3 separate regions of the Zea mays genome follow, and regions 2 and 3 are each linked to region 1. A link is a contact called in public Hi-C data. All regions are on one chromosome and are shown on one strand. The core of a region is the stretch at or near the end of the contact, and the rest is flanking DNA. Distances in the headings are between cores, read along the strand shown. Region 1 has its middle 97 kb from the start of LOC100280145. Region 2 holds the start of LOC100279861 (WW domain-containing protein). Region 3 holds the start of LOC100282916 (Zinc finger protein CONSTANS-LIKE 9).

Region 1 (4,215 bases), core at 1,607-4,106:
AAGTGACAACAATGAACACCAAAGCTATAGCCAAAGAAAAACAGCTTCAGCTTAAAGTGATGCCGAAGATCAAACATGGAGCTAAGTCGAAGAGGAAAAGACTAGCTAGTCCCTAATGACTTATGTTAAAGTTATGAATAAATGTTAAGGTCATAAATGTACTTTCACCTTGGTTGTGTCATGTGCCTATAAATAGGTGAACAGTACCTCCGTACTGTTCACACTAGATTGTAATTGCTCTCGCGTCAACACCTTCGAACAAGCCGAAGGTACAAATATAATATAATTTATGTTAATGTTCATGTGTATATCACGAAATATGTATATGAATGAATATATGAGTTACACATATTGTCTCTATGTACTCTTATTTTCATAGATGATAAAGGTATGTTCTTCATAACCTTCGTCTGAAGATCATTATATCCGAAAGGAGATAATGTTTAGGAGGACGAAGGTCCTTAATCATTAACAATTGTGTTGTCTTCTTCTTGATTCACAACATTTGAGAACAAGTGACAAACAGCTGCGCCCTTGTTGGAATTGTGCTAGTGCCCTTAGTTGTGATTGCCCATGTCCTCACTTTGACTGGGATTGTGTATTGTTCTTACATGCCTTGGGTGAAGCCTTCCTCTGAAGCCCTGGTCATCTCAGAATATTTGTAAGCTTCCTCTCTTCTTTGCTAGAAATCGTTGTCGACTCTGATGTACTCATCCATCTTCTGGAGAAGCTTCTCTAGGGTTTGGGGAGCTTTCTAGCGAAATATTGTGCTGTTGGGCCTGAACGAAGTCCCTTGATCATGACTTCAATAACAATCTCATTTGGCACCGTTGGCGCCTGAGCTCTGAGACGCAGAAACCTTTGGACGTATGCCTGCAGATACTCCCTGTGGTCCTGTGTGCACTAGAATAGGGCTTGAGCGGTCACTGGCTTCGTCTGAAACCCCTAAAAGCTAGTGACCAATATATCCTTCAACTTCTTCTATGATGTAATTATTCCTGGTCTAAGATATGAATAGCAAGTTTGAGCAACACTTCTAACTGCCATGACAAAGGATTTTGCCATGACAGCGTTGTTCCCATCTTCTCTCTACTTGTTGATTAATAGCTTTTAGATCCCTAATCTCGTGATCCAACTCTTCGTCCCGTGATGTTGGGCTAATAGCTTTCCTCTTCTGGCTTCGAGCCTCCCTTAGAAGGAGCCCATCTTGATTGGTGTCCAGAGGAGCAAGGGCAGCCCCTGGCGCTGCTATCTTCTTCGGCGGCATGACGAAGGTGGTCGTTTGAGTTCTCTTGACGAAGGTGATCGTTTGAGTTTACCGGAGGTGTGCACCAATGTTGGTCACTTGTTTCTGGTTGTTGTGAACCATAAAACAAGGCAACACGATTGTTAAACGTTAAGGACCTTCGTCCCTCGAAGCAATATCTCCCTTCGGGTATAATGAATCTTGGATGAAGATCATGAAGAACACATCTTTATCATTCACAGATATACAAATATAAAAATATAATTACAGAGATAACATCATATCATTTATTCATTTCATATCAAATGTTAAACAACATCAAGATCCATCTCATATATTAACAAAGTGATATATGATGTACATTACATTTGTAGCTTCGACTTGCTTGAAGGAGAAAGCTTCAATGTAATTCCCATCCAGCGTGAACAGTATGGGATAGGCAATCGTACAGCTTCGTACGATATTACATTCATACCCTCAAAGATTACATACAAGGTTTACAAATGTTACAGGGACAATTTTGTCATTTGCACTTAGCAGCTTGAACAACGCCTTCTCTCTACGTCGCCTTCCTGCATCAACGTAATGAAGCTTGCTTCGTCACACTTTCATTGATCTATGCCGAAGCTTTTCTAGTAACGAAGCTCCTGTAATACTTAATAATATGCTGAAAACAAATGGTTAGCCGTGTTTTTGAGGATCTTCGGAAGACGAAGGCCTCCAATAGACGTGTAGTTCAAGACCGCATTGCAGGGAGATTCCCCAAGGTCACTTTCACCATGAGTGAGATCTAAAGATCATTAGTGTTTGGTCCAAAAAGATGCCAACGAGTACAATCTATCTATGTAACACCGGTTCTATCTATGTAACACCGGGATGGTTGGTAAGGAAACAAAGTTAGTATTACATATCTCAATAGTCAAAGGATTTGTCCACAATCCCTTACACACATGAATGGCAATTGTTTTTAAGTGTCCGGCGGCTGCTGCCACGTCCAAGGATGTTTTCTTTGGGGGCGTGATACGGGATGTAGAAACTAGTCACGGTTTCTGCATTAAGAGCGCCCCTATTATTAGGCCAAATTGAGAATACTTCCATGGCAAAAAAATGTTTGAGAACGTTGTCAGTTGAACCTTCTATTCTGCTGCACATAAACATGTTTGTAGGCTTCTTGCACAGTTTCTCTACTGTCCTTTTCTTTTACGGAACGTTGCATTATTTTGACTCAGCCAGCCATCGGAAACGACTTTTCATTTTCGTTTTTGAGAAGGACAGAAGCCATCGGATACGGCGTGTGAATGGACGTGCGCGACGGGTTTGGCATGCTTGTCGACGAACCGATCCAGTTTCGTCAACAGAGGGTGGGCACACACATGTCGAGTACGAAAGTTGGTAGGCGCGAGATGAGAGCTCCCCCCAAAGAAGTCGTTAAATATCATGAAAGTAGTAGCTAACTGTTGTTGAAAGATACAATAATGAACGCGAAGGTTGCTTAAAGCGAGGTTGCTTATTAAACGAGATTAAACAAAGTACGAACGCAGCAGGAGAAGCAGCAATCGTACAGCTCCTTTTTTTTGTGATTTTCGACCATGTCCACGTCCACAACGATGGCCTGAAAGGGGCCGGACCCCGTACAGCTCATGGTCCATTTCCGTGACAGCTCGATGCTACCAAGTGCAGTGCGGTTGGTCGAGTTGAGTTGAAGCCAACAGTCATGCATGTCTTCCGTGGTTTTTGTGGATGGATGAAACATGGTGCCACAATTCCATGCAAATAGTGTATATATAATCGACTTAGCTAGAGCAAGTGTGCAGACTGGTGGATCAAGTGCTGCTGATTTTTTATTACTTTGGTGCACGCGAGCAAATAACAGATCCTTGTACTATTAGTTTCCAATTTTGTTAATCAAGTGTACAGACTGGTGGATCAATTGCTGTGCTGAAAATAGTGGTCCATGGACTGTTCACGTTTCTTCCAATTTTCCTTTCCATGCGTGTATTAGTTTGTCTCCATTTTAGATCTGCCTCATACCCGCACATTTCACGACAAGATTTTGCTTAACCTTGTAAAATACAGCCAAGTGTAGGTAGTATCATAGTATCAATGCTATTGTCTCTATCAATTTTTATGTCTTTCGTTCAATTTCTTCATGTATCTGCCATACCTCAAAGTTCAGTTGTACAGTTGTTCCAGTGCTATTCACCGGAATCAACCTCTTCGCCGAGTGCCGCAAGCACTCGGCGAAGCCTTAAAAACACTCGGCAAAGGCTTTGCCGAGTGTAACACTCGGCAAAGAAGGCTCGGCAAACAGTACATCGGCAAAGACTTCTTTGCCGAGTACTTTTTTTCGGGCACTCGGCAACGATCTTTGCCGAGTGTCAGGGAGCACTCGGCAAAGAAAAGCGACCGTTACGGCGCCGGTTGACGGAGACGGCGGCTTTGCCGAGTGTCAACGGTGACACTCGGCAACGAAGATATCTTTGCCGAGTGTCCTCCTGGCAGCACTCGGCAAAGCCGCCTTCTTTGCCGAGTGCCACTTGGGACACTCGGCAAAGAGCCCGCCAGGGAGGGTCCCCATGTCAGGCTCTTTGCCGAGTGTACCAATTGGCACTCGGCAAAGACGACCTCTTTGCCGAGTGCCAGCGCATAACACTCGGCAAAGAACCTAAGCCGGTGCCCAGGTCTGTGCTCTTTGCCGAGTGTTATGACCCTGACACTCGGCAAAGCGCCTCTTTGCCGAGTGTTACACTCGGCAAAGTGACCAGTATGTACCTTTTTTATTTGTTTTTTGTTTTCCATCCACACAAACAGAAGATATCACATATATATCACATATATACATCACAGATATCATCACAGACATAAATAGCCAACACAAACATAAAACCGTGACCACAAACATAAATATCCATCACAAACATAAGTGTTCAACACAAACATAAGTCTCAAACGTCGCAAGCTCTCACATA
Region 2 (3,868 bases), core at 593-3,092, 170 kb before region 1:
TTACTAATCAATATGGTACACAATGTTATTAAAACGACGTTTAAACTACAAAACGTTGACAGTGTTTAAACGCTGAAACGTTTTACAATCTAATGTAAAACGTCGTTTTTCTGGCGTTTAAACGCCACGTTTTGTACTTTAAATGCTGGATATACATTATGTGTCACATTTTTCTCGTTTTACTCCTGCCCAACCATCGAATTGGGCCCAGCCCAGTTAAGAACCCACGCCTACCGCAGCCTTCTCTCAGCTCCTGCGGTATCACGCTCTCCAGCCGCCGCCACACACTGTCGCCAGCACGCACGCGACCGTCACCATTCCAGTCCGCCGGCCGCCGTGCACTCCCGTCTGCTGTGCCCTGTCCTCATGTCCGCGCCGCCACTCTAGGATCCAGGCTGCCGCTCCAAGTCCAGGCCGTCCTCCCGTCCGTCGTGCCCCGTCTGTTAGTCTCCCCGTCCTCCAACCACTGCTGCGCCACCGCTCCAGCATCCGCACTCCGCAGCGTCTGGTGCTCTGGAGGACGGCCAACAGTGTCTAGTGGTGCTCGTCAGAACCGGTGCCCTCTATATCTGTTGACAGTGGACAACACGCCTCTGTCTGTTGGTTGCTGCTCGCTTGCTGGTATATGCCTATATGCAACACCACACTGCACACGCTGTGTTGCTTACTTGCTAAACCATTTAAAGTTCTGAACATACACATCACACTGAAGGTATGTGCCTATATGCAACAACATTTGAAGTTTGTGTTGCTCACTTGCTAAACTATTTAAAGTTCTGAACATACACACCACACTGAAGGTAACATTTGAAGTTATGATATATTGAAATTTTCCTATGTTGTTTTCAACTACGTTTAAACTTCGTTTAAAACGTTTAAAAGTCAGAACTCCACCATGGGTGTTTCATCGTTGTGTCGTTTAGTAACCTTGATGGTACACCGAAAGGGTATGCCACTAAAGCTATTTTGTTCTTTGGGTCTGTAGATTTGGGTGGTTTGGTCATTCACGTGACACAGCCTCCCAAAATAGTAGAGAATTTAATTATGAATTGTAATAGATTTGCGGTGAAAGGGGCTGAAACTGTGACGACTGTATTTCTCGCTATATCACTGAAATTGTAACAGGCTTGGTGCACGTTCAAACGAAGTAGCAAAAACGTGACACGAAAAAGTTATGGGGCACACAAAAGTGGCAAGTCCAAGCAGTATCTGGTGATAAAGACCAACCCAATGACTTATCAGGATAAGTTCGATGAATCATATTTACCCTAAATCGAGCTGTGTGATTCAGAAGACCGGACAAACCTATTTGCGGGGTACTAGGGAACAGATGACAGTGCCAAACAGATGACAGTGCCGCTTCCCTATTTTACACGATCCACCGAAGAAAGCCTAAGATTCAAGCTTGACAATTAGGGCGAGCGACCAAAGATCGATAGCAAATCTCAAAACATGTCAAAAAAAAAGCTAGGGCACATAGCGATTAAACACAACCACATCGAACCAAACCGGGCGGCGGCGGTACTTACCGGGGGGGAGATCGAGGAAGAGGTCCAGCTTGACCCTGCGGCCCGCCGCGGCCATGGCAGCCAGGCGGCGCTCCTTCCTCCTCCCCATCGGCCGGGCACCGAGGGTTTTCGATGCGTCTGTGGTTAGAGTTTGGAGGTCGAGGTGGGGAAGCCGCGAGGGTCTCCCGCAGTTTCACCGAACGGAGAAGGGGAAGGGGAAGGTGAAGGGACGGGAAAGGTGAGCCGCCGGCGGGCGCGTGGCTTCGTGGCGTGGTTGGGCGCGTCGAGGCAAGGGAAGTGAGGGAACCTTCTTCGGTTCTCTTCTTCGTCTCCGCCACGACCTATCAGATCTAAACAGCATCTAAAGCCCATTTAGTTGGTCCAGCGCCATAAAATCAGGCCGGTCTTAAGATACGAGATTGTTTTTGGCTGGTCCGTTGAGGGCTTGTCCGATAGGAACTAAAACGGATGCATCGGAGCCATTTAGAAAAGTTTGGTGCATTGCATGATCATTTGGATTTGGTCAATAATTTGAAAATTTGTACTCAAACTGACATGGCAAATAAAAGAGACACAATATTAATGTGAGGGGTGAATAGGTGATTCTATAAAACCTTAACTAAAAACAATAAACTTGGTCTACAAATGAAGTTAGTGAAATCTAAAACCAAGTTCAATTAAGAATAGAAGGTGGATTTTTTTGCTTACTTGCTCTCACAAGATGTGTATTGAAACTAGAGCAATATTGAAAGTGAAGCAGAAAGCTAGAAAGAACAAAATCGCAATGAAAGAAAGTAGAACAAAATCCTGTGTTCGGTCGAAGGCCTACCTCCATATTTTGGTGTCTCAATGGACGAAGGTTGCACTCAACCCCTCTCATGAGATCCAGAGATCAAACTTGAATATCACGGTTATCTTCCTTATAGTATATTCTTGTTTGTAAGGAATCTACACAAATTGAAGTCTCTCACACCTTACGCAATATATTCACAATCAATAACAAGAGTAAGGGATGGAGTAGCAACACACATAAGAGCACAAATGCAGCAAGACCACGCACGCAAGTGAAGAAAAGAGCACACGAATGAAAACCGACAGAGTCTCAACTTAAAAAGCACTCAAATCTCTCTCGAATGAATCAAAGTGTGATCGGAGTCTCAGAGTTTGTTATATGCTCTTGTGATTGTTTCAGTGTGTTGTCTGGGTGCTGCTCCATGACGCCTAAGGGGCCTTTTATATCCTCAAGGAGCCTAGGAGTCGTTGGTTCTTCATATGGGAAGTAATCAGCCTTCCCTGTCTGCGTGCACCGAACTGAACAGTTACTGATCTGTTTCCTTCTACAGCCGAGCCGACCGTTGCGCACCTTCGGTTTCCTAACACACTGGACACGACTCTCTCAAGGCCACGACACGCCCGAGACAGTCACAAGTCACGTTGAGGCCAAGCGACCGATGTTAGAGATGGCAATGGGTACCCGCGATATTAGGGTATGTATATGGGCTAAATGTTCTACCCATGGGTCTCTTATTGGGCAAAAAACCTTCACCCAATGGTAAACGGGTATTAGAATATTCCACACCTACCCATACACGTTAACCCGTGGGTATAAAATACCCGGTATAAACTTAGCCCAAAACATGAACTTAGGCTTTAGTGATCCATCTCTTTTGACTATTTAACAATCTTTTGGGTGATAATGTCATAAAAGGCTTAACAACTATTTAATGACCATATAATGGAACATGTAATGTGTTATGTGGTAATATCTTAGTGTTGCTACTTTATCCAATTATCTATGGTGTTCTTCAATAGATGATTGAATGAAGCTAAAATTTTTGTAATGGTATTTAGATAGATATACTTGACATTTGTATAATGTAAATGTTTAATCTTTGTGGGTACGAGTGACCCAATGGGTGACCCATACCTACATGAGTATGGGTATGAGTATGGGGGTAAATTCATACCCACCAGTGGATATGGGTGACCCGACGGGACTATTTATTCGTTGTGAGTATGGGTATGGGATAGTAATACCCGGTAGGTATTTACCCATTGCCATCTCTACCCGACGTAGTCACGACTCATTCGAGACCAAGCGCCCGACGCAGTCACGACTCTCTTCGTCTCTAAAGGGGGAGAAGTTTCTTCCAAGAGGAGAACACTCATTTAGTGGTAGTAATAATATTTACTGCTTCAATCGGTGTCGTTGATAAATCTTTATGAGGGCAAGTCTTATTTGCTTCCTATATGCTTTTAATGTCTTCCTTTTCGGTGGTTGATGCCAAAGGGGAGAAGTTGTAGGGACCAAAGCAATGAAATGTTATCAAACACCAAACACCACCAAATTAAAATTTCTT
Region 3 (4,025 bases), core at 936-3,435, 200 kb after region 1:
AGTTTAATACGGAAACTTGGTCATCAAACAGATTGTTGACCTTCTGACCAGTCAGCACTAAAGTAGGTCGTCCACGCTTTCGGGTAGATTTGATTAAGTCATCCTTAGAAGCTTTAGAAACTAGACTTCAAGAGCTTTCCATAAAGTACTTATGAGCCTTCATAGCTTTTGGGAATCAAAAGATATGACTGTTTCTTCTGGACGGTTCTATTGCGCTCGACTGATTCGAACATAGATCTTCTTTCTGATTCGCCCTTGATATGTTTTGTCGTTCCTCTTTGGTGAACCTAAGCAATATCAACATACACGACTTAAGTAGCATAAAGTTCTCATTAATGTTTAATTGAAATTTATAAAGTAGCGCGTGCACCTCTTACTGTAGTTTCTTAGCTCGGCTACGTGTAATTGGTCCATCAAAGACTTGAGCTGGTGATGATGTTGGTTGTACTTAAGTTGATGTAGTATGACTTGAGGGTTGTAACATGTTGATTAATGGCGTGGTCGTATTAGATGACCTTCTCCCTTTAATTTACCTCTAGATTTGAGATAAATTGAGAGGACGAAGGGCCCATAGTTTTAATTATATTTACTTGTTTTGACATTTCTTAGGAATTAAAGCAAGTGACCAGCATATGCTAAACAATAGGTTCGATTGAAAACACTCATTATAAGCGGCTACTGCAATACACTAGTGAATCTATAATGCTCGTTGTATCTTCTCAGGGGATGTTTGAATGCACTAAAGCTAATAGTTAGTGACTAAAATTAGTTGAAACATCCAAACACCCTAGCTAATATTTCAGCTATTAGCTATTTTTGTAAATTAGTTAATAGTTAGGTAGTTATTTGTTAGCTAGCTAATTATACTAACAATTTTTAGCTAACTAAGTATTAGTTCTAGTGCATTCAAACACCCCTCAGTTTCGTCGTCTCGTGGAAGTCATATGATTCTATATTATCACATATGTATACATGCATTATTTCTATCTTAGCTAATTTTGACGTTTCAACTTCAAGAAATGAGAGCAATTCAATACTTTGCTTCATGTGGATGATCTTTTCAATTTTATATCGGTCAATAATATTAAAATCCTCTCTTAACTCGAATTTCTAAGGACAGATGTTTCTTCTTCCAAGAGGCTTGAAGCTATTTTTTGTCTATTAAAAACACGAAAAATACAATTTGCTTCTCACTCGTATAAAAAAACATGAAAGCAAGAGACCATTTTTTTAAAGAAGACCACACAAAAAAATTGTTCCTTAATAAATTTTGAAGTGTCTTTTTCTTTAGGATAAATAACTATTCAAAGTCATACAACAACCTAACCATGCAGGGACGAAGCCTAGCCAACCTAACCATACAGAGACCGACTCAGAACTTTATTTAGAAGGAACTAAACTAAACCTCTATACTTCCTCTTCTACATTATACTTCCTTAGTTCTTTTTATTTGTTATGTTTTAGTTTAAAAATGAACTAGTGAATGATAAATATTCGAAAACGTAGACAGTAATGTATACTCTTCTAAATTTTAGAGAAACTCCAGTAGAACTTTATGGTCTCAGGAACAGTAAGACGGTAGGAGGCTCGACTGCCGCCCGCCTCACCGCTGTCTCACTCCCTGTAACCATAGTATACTAGTCTACATGCATCCAGCCGGAGTCAGGGAAAAAAGCCAGCCGTTGGCGCGCTAATCAGGCCAGGCCAAAATGGCCAAATGAGCAAGCAGGCCACTGTCCGTCGGTGACGTGCGGGCCCATGAGCCAGAGAAGCAACCCACCTGTACCAGTACGGCAGTACTAGTACCGCGGACAAGTCGAAAAACCCTGCGCACCGCTCACTGCTTCACCTTTTGCGCAACAGTTCCCACCGGATCGAGCCCAAGAACAAATCACTGACTCGTTGGGTCCACCTTTGCTGGGACCATCAGCTAGTGACGGTGGCGTGCCACGGACCATGTGCCCGAGGCCGCGCATGTCAAAACGAGATGGCCGGGGGTGGGGGGCGCTGCAAACGTGGCGCGGGCCCGGGCTCCCTCGCACCCCCTTATCCTCTGTGGCAGAGGGAAATGACGCTCTTACCCTCGAAAAAGCGCACAAAAGCGCACCGGCGTGGGCCCCGCCACCTCATCCTCAGCAAATTTTTCCTCTACGCTACCAGTCTACCGCTAGCCTGCCTGCCCTCAGACTTCCTCTTTCTTCCCCTTCTCAGCCTTTCCCTCTCTTCTCTGCTCTTTGCATCTCTCTCTTGTTCCTCCCTTCCTCTCTCTAAAAAAGGGTTCTGATCCCTTTCTAGAAGCTCCTGGGTTTCTGTTGCCGACCCGAGCTCCCCAGGGGCGCTCAGGAGGCGCCGAGCCGGCGACCGCTCCGGCGGATCTGAGGAGCCGCCGCGGTCGCTTTGCCTCCGGTGAGTTATTCTTCCTCTCCCTTGGCGCGGGATTTTTTATGTGGGGTCGACCTCTTCCCTCGGATTCGCTGGCTCCAATCCCAACGTCTGATTCAGCAAATACGTATCATTTTGTTACCGGCCGCTTTATCGTTCCCCTTTCCTCTTTCCGGTGATCCCGATGCAGCTGCGATTTTATGTCTGTTTGTGTTTCAGACTGGGTTGATGCTGATTTATGGTGTTAGAAATGGCTGTTTGTATTTTTTTCTTCGTTATATTTTGTTTTGCTTTGTTGTATACTTGTATTTGTTTTCAGTTTAATATATGGGAGACATGAATCCTGTAAGAAAACTGCTTGTTTTTTTCCCTTGGCCTAAACGACCATCGTATTTGCCGCCTCACGCAGTCACGCTCTAACTCATACTGGTTTTTCAGTGCTCAAATTACATACAAAATTCCATTTAAAAAATAAAAATTGTTTCTCATATGAATAATCAAAACATGTTCTTTTAACTATATCCAGTCTTAGGTGCAAAGATGTGAATCTAATGCTTTAAGAAATGTTTATACTTATAATCCTTTTGTTATTGATAAGGGCAATCTTTTTGTTATGCATCCGTATGAGCACACTTACTGGAAATATTTGCATTTTTCCTTCCAAATATAGTTTTTTCAAAAAAAGTCAACTTCACTTCTTGCTTTGCACACATAAGATTTCCTTAGTCTGAAAACTTCTAAACAACTCATGAATTTATTTTGCTGGTGAAAAGGTTACCCTCTGTTAGCTTAAATAAAATTATCACCGAGCTCTGTTTGTTGGCTCATTTCATTGGTCCAATCATTCATGTTTCATATGTTTCCTCCCTACCATAGTATTGCGCTGTGTTGGTTGCTTGGAGAAGTTGGATATTATATAATAGGATTTACTAAGAAATCACTGTCAGGGATGACTAAGAATTGTGTCTTACGTCTTATGCTGGCTGGCTTCCATTTTTTTACACATTATCTCTTCTAGGATTCGTAGTACCTAGTGACCTCGTGGGACATATACTCGCATTCTTGCAAGCACTTAGTGGGGGCTTTGAATTATAATATGCACGGAGAACAGAAGATTTCAAGACTTGTTGCCTGCACTTTTGTAGTGGGTTTCGCAGTTCTTTATGCCCTGGTCGGCAAATTGAGGCTGAGTCCACTGATTTATGAGTCAATTGATACCTAGAACTGTCTCATTGCAGATGGCGGCTACATGTCCTAATTAGGAAGCAAATCTTTATTATCCTTGATATTTATATTGCTTGTAGCTGATGTAAGATGTTGATGGGTGGAACATGTTTGATTGTTTCTCTTGGATTAAGTTGAAAAAAAAAACAACCTGTTGTTTGGGTGGATGCCATGGTCAGAGTAACTGCCAGTAACAAATTTCTGTCATCACGTCAGTGTCATTCTATCATGTGCATTTCTCTAACACGATGTATGGGTACTAGACTACTAGTTCATAAAATAATAGTTGCGATAATTACTGATAAAATATTATTCATATGCATGTTGTAAAAGAGCCAGAATGATTACTGATGTAGTAGTAATTCTTTTTAATAGTTGCGATACTGCACAGGTTCCTTGTAAACTATTGATTGGGAAAC

Evidence for each region. Hi-C and Micro-C count contacts between places; a contact is called where the count stands out from the background.
Region 2: a contact with region 1 is called in a Hi-C map of leaf, with 5 times the contacts expected there. The contact joins the promoter of LOC100279861 here to the enhancer-like site in region 1. A contact is called at or near these places in 2 of 25 Hi-C or Micro-C datasets (ear and leaf).
Region 3: a Hi-C map of leaf shows a contact between it and region 1, with 5 times the contacts expected there. The contact joins the promoter of LOC100282916 here to the enhancer-like site in region 1. A contact is called at or near these places in 3 of 25 Hi-C or Micro-C datasets (bundle sheath, leaf and tassel).

The regions. Positions count from the first base shown.
Region 1 is chr9:42,194,897-42,199,111 of Zm-B73-REFERENCE-NAM-5.0, reverse strand. No RefSeq gene overlaps it. Among protein-coding and RNA genes, the nearest start is that of LOC100280145, 97 kb to the right of the region's middle. Within about 2 kb of position 2,856, at least 10 of the 20 cell types and tissues checked have an H3K27ac peak or open chromatin away from gene starts, as enhancers often do. A contact at or near this core is called in bundle sheath and leaf, where this site is marked.
Region 2 is chr9:42,368,553-42,372,420 of Zm-B73-REFERENCE-NAM-5.0, reverse strand. LOC100279861 (WW domain-containing protein) reads right to left here and starts at 1,842. Exons shown (of 10, transcript NM_001152814.1): 1 at 1,530-1,842.
Region 3 is chr9:41,991,885-41,995,909 of Zm-B73-REFERENCE-NAM-5.0, reverse strand. LOC100282916 (Zinc finger protein CONSTANS-LIKE 9) reads left to right here and starts at 2,185. Exons shown (of 5, transcript NM_001155822.1): 1 at 2,185-2,406; 2 at 3,998-4,025.